Linked DNA regions of Mus musculus: region 1 is linked to region 2. A link is a contact called in public promoter capture Hi-C data. All regions are on one chromosome and are shown on one strand. The core of a region is the stretch at or near the end of the contact, and the rest is flanking DNA. Distances in the headings are between cores, read along the strand shown.

Region 1 (4,868 bases), core at 693-3,192, 210 kb before region 2:
CTTAGCCATTTGTTTTTGTGGTGCTTCTACTGTACTGAAATCACACTCTTCCTTTCAGGGAGACAAAACAAAAACAAAAAACCAAAAAAAGTGCCCATGATCTTTGTGGAAAATGATGCTAAAGTTGTAGCAAAGTACATGCCACGTATGTCTGTCTGTTCACCCAAGGAGTAAGACAGTCACAACTATTGGATGGATGGGGGAGGGGGGCAGGGAGCGATCCACTACGTTCACACCTGGGCTTTACAGCAGGTGTCTTCCTCCTTTGCTTGATTCGGGGGTTCTCTTTGATTGTTTCCTCTATTAACACAAGAAGTTCTTCCCCCCCCCGTGTAAAAAAATAAAGAACCAGGAAGGTTTTGTTCTCTGTTAGCTAGATTTAGAAGTGATAGAAAAAAACAAGATCCTTGGGGGAAAATAGCTAAATTTGTTGGGCAGGATGCAGTGATTGCTGCCACAGAGATTTTGGCATCTGGATTATTTTCAGACTGATGTGAACTTCATAATGTAGTGTGAGCATTGGCGTTCCGTGCTCCCCACGAACCCAGCAGTGAAGATCTGTGCTCCCCACGAACCTAGCAGTGAAGATCTGTGCTCCCCATGAACTCAGCAGTGGAGACCTGTGCTCCTCATAAACCCAGCAGTGAAGATCTGTGCTCCCCACGAACCCGGCAGTGAAGATCTGTGCTCCCCATGAACAGCAGTGGAGACCTGTGCTCCCCACGAACCCAGCAGTGGAGATCTGTGCTCCCCACGAACCCAGCAGTGGAGATCTGTGCTCCCCACGAACCTAGCAGTGAAGATCTGTGCTCCCCACGAACAGTAGTGGAGATCTGTGCTCCCCACGAACAGCTGTGGAGATCTGTGCTCCCCATGAACAGCAGTGGAGATCTGTTCCCTGTGCAGCTAGTAGGGGAGTTCCACGTCCCCATGAACCCAGTGATGGAGACCCATTCTCCGTGGATCTGCTAATGTTTTGAGGATGCTTTAGGGGGGAAATTATCTCACTGACTTGGTGAGTAAAGTCCAAGTGTGTATCCCTGAAGTCTTGGAGAGCAAACCAGTAAGCGGCACCTCTTCGCAGCCTCTGCATCAGCTCCTGCCTCCGGGTTCCTGCCCCGACTTCCTTCTGTGGTGAACAGTGATGTGGAAGTATAGGCCACATCATAAACCCTTTCCTCTCCGAACTGCTTTTGGTCACGTGTTCACCGCAGCCTCGGTCACCTTGACTAGGACAGGACTTTTAGGTGAGAAGGTGGATGAGCTTCAAGGGGTAGGACTTGCTTCTTCATATGACACGAGCAAGGGTGTGCAGATGCATGTCACGTGACAGGATAGGGCCGTGCAGTGAGCGTAAGCTGGAAGGTAGACAGTCCGGGAGAGTCAGCGAGAGTTCATTTCTTGTTTGGCAGGCAGGGGTGGTTGTGACGCTCATGCATTCCGCCATGACAGTTGACTTGCTTCTCAGGTGCTTCCTGAGCCAAGAGCAGGGAGGCCTTCTAGCCTGTGGACACGGGGCAGCGGAGGGAGCGAGGTGTGCCTTGGGCTCATTGCCTTGAGTGCTGGCTGGTGGTCTGGAGATGAAGAGCAAAGAATCTGGAACTTCCTGACTTCACACCCCCACACTGGCATGTCCACACTGGTCAGGGCTCTCTTGTGTCTCTGCTCTGGTATGGGCTGGTGGCCTGGGCAGAACAAGCAAGGGCAGACACCAGGTAGTTCATGGATGTCAGGTCGCTAGAGGTTCGGGTGAGGGACCGGGAACAGACAGACAGTGTCTTGCCTTTGAGTTTGGCCACACCTCTCCTTCAAGTTGGTTTACTGCATTCAGAGCACAAGGTGAAGCTTGTAAGAGACTTCATCAGCACTCCAAGCTGACAGCCCACACTGGGGTCAGGGAGGAAGGGGCAGCACCGCCCTGGGGTGATTTGTGGGAGGGCCTTGGGTCTCAGTGCCCCTGTGCCAGCTGCTGGCCTTTGGACCAGGCCTTTTGCTTCAGGGCAGGTGGTGGTGACGAGTTGGGGTTCTGGACTTTGACCAGAGTGCAGTGCGAGCTTGGCGTCCTTGACCAGGACCTGGAACGTGTTCTATAATTTTCTATCTGCCTCCGTCTCTCACTGGTAAAATCCGAATGACAGATTGAGTGGAGGTTGTGAACAGTTAAGAAAAAGGCTGTATAGTTCTCGGGTACCCTCTTCCTGTGGGTCTGAGGCCAGCCATGGGGAGGTTCGGTAGGTGTTAGTTTGGGTGTCAGTTTCAGGAGATTTCTTGGCTTCTCTTGTAGCTGTCACAGGCAGGCAGCCGTTGTGCTTCATTGGATTCATACGTCAAAGACGATGAGAGAAGCAGACAGTGTCTGCTTTTCGGAAGGGTTGGGAGGAAGCGGAAGCCGTACTTAGGTAATATTCCTTCAGAGCAGAACTTCTCTTTTAGGATTATTGCTTCATAATCTTTCAGTGCCCTTCTTTGTGGCAGAAGGCACTACATGAGCGAGGTGTTCACTTTCTAATGGTGTCCGTTCGGCTTCATGATTAAAGTAGCATTTGTCTTTCAGTACCTCTGAGAGGAATTTAGTTAATAAACCAGTGAAAAGACTTTCTTACCCATAAAGCTCTGTGGGAGTTTGGACTCAGATATGTTTGCTTAGCTATATAAATTCGTCCTTACCAGCACTGATGTGTCAGAGGCCCCTCTGAGACTTCTGGGAGGCCGCGTAGTCCTTCCAGGGTACCCTAAGAGATCTTACATTTTACCAACACAATCAACTGCTTTATATCATATCGTACTAAACCCTTGCTTTCTTTTTTTTTCTCCCCTTGCCACCAAAATCATTGTATTCTTTCTCAAGGAATCATTACCCAAAACCGCTTGGTAAGTTACTAGAGTGCAGAAAGCAGTCTTGATTTGTGTGATCGTATATGATTTCATTGGAGAGGGTTTTTTTGCTTTTAAATGGACATGCATGCGCTCCTGTTGACTGGTTGGTCGCTTGGTTGATTGATTACAGGATCTCATCAGGTAGATCCTCAAATTTTCATCTTCCTGCCGCTGTCACCCGCGTGCTAGAATTACAGGTCCGCACTGCCGTGTCTGGCTTAGACCTTTTAATGACATTCTTACTAAAATTATAAAAATAGTGCAACTTCTTAAAGCAATTCTGGATCCTAGTTTCTTGTCATGAGCCTTCAATAGTTTCTAAATACCTGCTTTTCGGAAGGCTGGGGGCGGGATGCAGATACATCCATCCATTCGGACTGGGTAGACAGTACCCTGTCCTGTTCTGGCTGGCTAGCTAGGGTAGACTATTACTTTCCTTAGGACCTTAAAGGGTTTGTCACTTCTGGCCCACAACGTCCAACCCCACAAAGCCTGAGCAGTTTCAGGATTTGTTTTCTCTGTAGTCTATAGGGGAGGAAGAGGCAGAAGAAGGGCATGAGATAGGATGGCCTTAGTCTGTGATTTTTCTACATTTGTAAAGCTTATCCTATAATCCTTTAAAGGAAATATTTTCCTCATCCGCCCAGTAGAAGGTATGAGATGTAAGAAGCCATTCCCTTTGTGTGGTTTCCTCGGGCTTTTAAAAGAATAAAGTAGCGCTTGTCTTTAAGCACCTTTAAGAGGAATTCGGGTAATCACCCTGTGAAGCGCGTGATGTGCCAGAAGAGCCTTCCAGACCCCTTTGTCCTGCAGTTTCTTCTTTGCTGTCCTTGCCTGTGGGGCCTGGTCCAGTTGCTGACCTCCCTGCCAGATCTCTGCAGAAGAAACAGCACAGGGTTCTTTAACAGTGGCTCTGATGGCGTCACTGCTGACTGCCCATCTGACATTATGTAAAATGGTTCATTCTTGTGAAAAATACATATAGGACAGAAAACATTTCAAATGATTTTATCATTTGTTCAGTGAACTGGCTCAGAAGCTAATGTTGTGTCTTTGAAAATGACTTTTTCGGGTTGGAGGGATGGCTCAGTGGTTAAGAGCACTGACGGCTCTTCTGAAGGTCCTGAGTTCAAATCCCAGCAACCACATGGTGGCTCACAACCATCTGTAATGAGATCTGATGCCTCTTCTGGTGTGTCTGAAGACAGCTACAGTGTACTTACATATAATAAATAAATCTTAAAAAAAAAAAAACAAAAGAAAGAAAACGAAAGAAAACTTATTCTTTCTAAAGGAGCACTGCTGCCTCCCAGCGCCAGGCTGTGGTGGTCTGAGCACCTCTCCCAAGTCTCCCAAGCAGGGTGCTATTGTATGAGCTCGCTGACAGTTTCAATCTACTCCCCTAAAAATGTGGTTAGCTTGGAAAGAGTGGGCTTACTTCATGTGTAAGCATATTTTGAGCTTCCTTAAGACATTGAAGCATAATACAAAGCTGTTGGGTATATGTTAAAAAGCTACCGGGATTCTGCCCCATGTGCTTAAATCCCCAGCTCTTGTTGGTTTTCCTTTATTTCAGATTTTAAAGTAAATGTTAGGCCTCAGTTACTTCATCTAATGAGTTATGTACACCTTGAAAACATGGCTGTATTTTTTCAGTTGGCCACATTGTCATTAAACAACTACCCGTAGTTACTTTTTTAATGGGTATAATGTAATACCTAATGTATAATTTTTTTAAGTCAAATTTGGGCCAGGGATGGTGGCACGTGCCTTTAATCCAGCACTCGGGGCAGAGGCCAGTGGATCTCTCTGAGTTTGAGACCAGCCTGGTCTTTGTACATAGTAAGTTCTAGGTCATCCAGAACTAGATAGTGACACCCAGCCTCAAGAGATAATATAATTTTTTGTTTTGTGCTTTCAAGATAGAGCCTCTCTATGTTGTTCTGGCTGTCCTGCAAGTCACTCAACCATGCTGGCCTCGAACTCACAGA
Region 2 (4,744 bases), core at 197-2,696:
TTTAATAACAAAACATTTGGAGAAGTCTGACTCTCCATGAAGGGTCAGATAGACACCTGTATTTATAAACAGCCACCAAGAGACCCAAATGGACTTGTATTTTATCATATCTCACAAACTATGAGATCAAAATGCTAGTTATGCTTTCTATACAACAGGCAATGTCCTTTTGCACAGTTGAGTCTGGTGACACACAAATGGGACTTCATAGGATAGATCCTGTTCCCAGTGAAAAATAATATTTAGTTTGGGATCCTAAACTTCATCAATGATTGAGTTTTCTTTGTCTGTGATGTGGGAAATCTTGTTAAGCACTTGGAAAACCTTTACTCAGTGTTCCAGGTGTCATTTCTCATCAAAGGTATTAACTGTGCAAAATAGATACAATTTAGTTATTCTTTACAAGACCCTTGGCACCATGGAATACGGCATTTTCCCAGTGTTGACAACACTTGCTGATAATCCCTATGTTTATATACCGTAGTGTAAATTTAGAGCTTATGCCTCGCTTGTATTTCACAAGTGTTACCCAATGATCCAGTGTAGACGCAAACAGAGTTTGAATTAGAAACATATACACAGGACTCTTTTTTTTTTCTTCCCCTGTTGGGTTGTAGTGATTCAGTAAGAACACACAGCGACTAGCCATAGCAACCCAAGACTTAAATCGCTCCTTCCTGATCTCACCTTGGGTCCCTAGTTGCTCTGTTGTGAGCTCGCTCTACAAACGGTTGAGTGCTGCCCAAATGCAAGGAGTTAATGATATCCAACAGGTTAACATTCACTGCTACATTCACAGCTCTTCACATTTATTTTGCTACGGCCCACGATTCAGCTATTCACACACAGGGATAGCACTCTCTGCCTGAAGCATAAGAGATGAGATGCTAAGGAACCGTTCCAGGTGGACGTTGACGTCTATAATCAATAACCGACTCTTTCCCAAAACACTACATTGTTCCTCTGCCAGTTGTTTAACAGTCTTGGAGATCCTACGGGGAGAAACAAACATGGTTGAACATATTGCTAATGTAAAAGAAGACTCCCCTCCACCCATTCTTGCCTTTCCCCTGTGGGTATGCTCCTGCCCGCGCTCCCGCACGGGCCCTCGCCACGCCTCGACGCTGCTACGCGTGCGTGGCTAGAGGGATTGGCGCAGGCTCAGTGGCGGAGAGTGGAGCAGGGCCGCCCCGCCCCGCCCCGCCCCGCCCCGCCCCTCCTCCTGGTCCCTGCTGCCCTGCGAGAGCGGGAAGGCCGTCACACTCCGCCGGGGTCTAAGTGTCTAGCGCTTGTCACAGGTGTTTTGAGTCGAGCCCGGATTCCCCAACCAGCACCTACTCCAGCGCATCCCGCTTCGCTCTGCGGCGTCCTGGATCTGTAGGCTGACCGCTCGGCCTGCAGCGAAAGGTGGTTTGTGTACGGTTACCATGGAGATGCTAGCCAGCAGGGCAAAGGCGGTGCGCGGGAGGGCGGGAGGGCGAGGTGAGGATGCTGAGGCGCTCGGCCCTAACCTGGACCGGTGAAGGAGCGGGCTTTTCCGGGAGTGGGAGAGCAGCTGTGCGTGCGGGAGGTGAGGAGTCCCCTGCAGGTTCACCAGGGACCCCTCCTGCAGTCTCTCTTCTGTTCCCAGATAGGGTCGAGGGGTGCTGCTGCATACTCTCGGGGTCTGCACAGGAGTCAGCTTCTGTAACTGTGAGCATTTAGTCAGTTGCCTGGTATTTAACAGGAGTAACCAGTAACACTGGTTGAATGAGAGAGTGATAGACTAAGGGACTCTGTGGAGGCAGGCCACAAGAACAAACTAGGATTTTCCTAGGTAACAAATGACTCCTCAATAAAGTGTATGTGGAACAATATTAATTACACCGTATGTATACAGAATGCCCCTTACAACCCATGCCACAAGTATTACCGCAGGTTCTTCCATCCCGACATCATATTCTTTTCGTTTGGTAGAAAATAAGTCACACTATATGTATCCCATTTTTGTAAATCCCTAAGGTTTTGACTAGCAGTTTGCATAGATTTGGGATAACTGACATTCAGATAAAAACGCTGGGTTTTTTTGTTTGTTTGTTTTTATTTTGTTTTTAAATCAAGGATGGTATTCTCTAGTTGAAAATTTAAATTTATGATATGCATGAAAACATTGGACAGATAGTCTCTTTTGTGACTTCTCTTGTTGGTGAGTATTTTCATTCTAGGAAGATCTTTCTTGACCAGCCAGCACTTGGACAGTACTTCTTAGTATTGTAAGAGCTAGCTAGCATCGTGCTAAAGCATTTGGACATTTCATGCAATGCTGAAAGCTGCCCTGAGAGTTGGTCATTATCCATGCTTTTTTAACAGAAGAGAACTCGGGTATAGAGATGTCTAATGCCCTTCAAGGTCACAGAGCTGCAGATCCTCGGGGGACTTAACACTTGCTCTGACATCTAAGCACTTTTCTTGCACCTGTTTGGATGCTCATTTAATGCCAAAGTAATTCAGTCATGGAAAGAGCCCTGAGTGTTTGATTTGCTGGGGAAAGAGGGTGCACCAGCAAACCCTATGTCGGCAATGTTGATGGGCAATGTTGTCTTTAACATGAAGGAGGTGGCTCTGGTGGCTGTTGGTAGCAAACAGTAGAGATAGGGGTTTTTAAAGATATATTTATTCTTGTTTTATGTGTATGAATGTTTGCCTGTGTGTATGTGTGTGTACAGTGTGCCTGTAATGCCCTCTGAGGCCAGAAGAAGAAAGTAACACATGCAAATAACACGTGGGTCTGGAGAGATGACTCAGTGGTTAGGACCACTGGCTGCTCTTCTAGAGGACCAGGGTTTGATTCCCAGAACCTACACAGTGGCTCACAAGTCCAGTCCCAGCGAATGCAGTATTGTCTTCTGGCCTTGGCAGGCACTGCATGCTTGTGGTGCATTGACATATCCACAGGCAAAACACCCATACACATTAAAACAGCAACAACAAACCCGTTTGGGTGTTCCCCATCGTCCTGCAGATGATGTTCATCCTGTAGTGGTCGCATCTGATACCACAGACCAAACAGTGAGATGCAAGCGACAACTTAGCCTCCCTCTTCTTTCCAGAGTTCACAACTCTTCTGGTTTCTTCTGAAAGGGCTCCTGGCCTCCCTCTGACCCCTGTGGATCTGTCCATTCTGTGTTGTCTCTGACTGTCCCCTCTGTTCTTGGTGCCCGTCACCCTTGATGTCACTGTCTCTCCGGAGTCATTTGTCCAGTCCCACACGTTTGAGCAACAGGGAAGGGAGAGGCGGCTATATTTGAATTCCTGTTGCCACAGGGCTTCACAGATCAGATGCTGTCAGAAATAAACTGCAATGTACCTTTATAATCGACTACAGCACATATCTCCAATTAAAGACACCACATAGCCTTCATCCGGGAATTTCTCAGCTCAGGTGTATTTAGCCTTCGGTTGTGCCCCTATGGAGGGCTGGGATTCAGAGTCCGAGGGTAGGAAATAGCACTGGCAGTGTGAGCAGTTAGTTCTAACACTGTGGACAGAGTTAAGACAGAGGCCAGTTAGGGACCTCACAGCAGCTGTACAAAGGCCATTAAACCTGGGAAGGTTCCTGGAGAAGTGACTCCCGGGTAGATGGAGAGGAGCAGTTATATATAAACTTACCAGTTCTGTCCTTTTCCTCCCTCTCTTTTCTCCTTCCAGCCCACGCTTGCCAAATCCCATCAACCAAATCAAGTTCTTCGATCTGCGCATCAGCTTGTGTTTTGTGTCTTACCGCCATGTCGCCCTCCCTCTGGTCCCCACATGACTTTATGCTTGGAGTGTGCTGCGCCATGCATACCCACTGTGCTCATGATTCTTTTTCTTGGCTCACCCACTTTTTTTCCTCCCCCCGGGGACACTGTCACATCCTCAAAGTTAGCCCATTTTTCTGAACCTAGCTCAAGTGCTGTTACCTCCACAAGCCTGCCAAGGTCTCTCTCCCAGTTTGAAATCATTTCTAGTTGCAACCCACAGCCTCCAAACATGGCCGCCCATTGTCTAAGTCTATGATAACTTGACCATCTGTCCTGGGCGTATCGTAGCCTTCCCTTCACTAATGCTATGAGTCTACCTACCTCATAGAATTGTCACAAGCTTTGTTGAAATGATGAACTCAAGAGATGTCAGCAGACTGTTTGGTATTGAAGTCAGTGCTTCACTGACATTAGCAATCAGCTTGCTCAGAGCAAAGATGGAGTTTATTAGTCTCTGTGTTTCCAGAGACCCAGATTTGGGGGGGGGGAGCTCTGCCTGTAGGAAACATCATTGCTATATCAGTTGATCACCTCTAGTAGAGTGAGCTTGCTCCCGTTGGCAGGAAGGCTTTTATAAAATTAAGACTCTATAGTGTGATTGTGTTATGGTTCTGGGATGCTCTGTTGTAAATAGATGTCCAAGTCTTAGCTAATTATTTTTCAAGTTGACAAATTCTGTTGGTAATAACTTGTAACTTAACCACTGTAAAGAGCTTCATCTTTACCAGAAGAACCACAATTATAGCCAGTTTACACGTACTAGTAAATGTTTCCAAGTTGGATTTATCTGATAATGTTAACATTAATGTAATAACCAAAGAGAAATGGTACAGGTCATATTATTGTACCCGTGCTCCCTAAATAAAAAAGTGGGACTTGGGAGGAGACAGAAAGTTGTGAACAGGTATGCACTGTATTGTTATTATTTTCATGCTTATGGATGTTTTTCCTGCATGTCTGTC

Evidence for each region. Promoter capture Hi-C pulls out the DNA fragments that hold promoters and counts their contacts.
Region 1: a contact with region 2 is called in a promoter capture Hi-C map of liver, with 4 times the contacts expected there. The contact joins the enhancer-like site here to the promoter of 1700016J18Rik in region 2. A contact is called at or near these places in 16 of 39 promoter capture datasets (the 3T3-L1 cell line, 3T3-L1-derived adipocytes, the C10 cell line and 10 more), 1 of 484 Hi-C or Micro-C datasets (bone marrow-derived macrophages), 5 of 115 datasets of contacts at active chromatin or transcription factors (bone marrow-derived macrophages, embryonic forebrain, embryonic hindbrain and 2 more) and 2 of 9 other capture datasets (adipose tissue and embryonic stem cells).

Annotation. Positions count from the first base shown.
Region 1 is chr10:42,222,840-42,227,707 of GRCm38.p6, reverse strand. All of the region lies in intron 2 of Foxo3 (forkhead box O3), which reads left to right. Among named protein-coding and RNA genes, the nearest start is that of Gm38485, 50 kb to the left of the region's middle. Within about 2 kb of position 1,942, at least 39 of the 459 cell types and tissues checked have an H3K27ac peak or open chromatin away from gene starts, as enhancers often do. A contact at or near this core is called in bone marrow-derived macrophages, hematopoietic stem and progenitor cells, liver and 1 more, where this site is marked.
Region 2 is chr10:42,014,856-42,019,599 of GRCm38.p6, reverse strand. 1700016J18Rik (a long non-coding RNA gene) reads right to left here and starts at 1,446. Exons shown (of 3, transcript XR_871596.3): 1 at 1,339-1,446; 2 at 688-992. It overlaps Armc2 (armadillo repeat containing 2), which reads left to right and starts at 1,218. Exons shown (of 18, transcript NM_001034858.3): 1 at 1,218-1,407.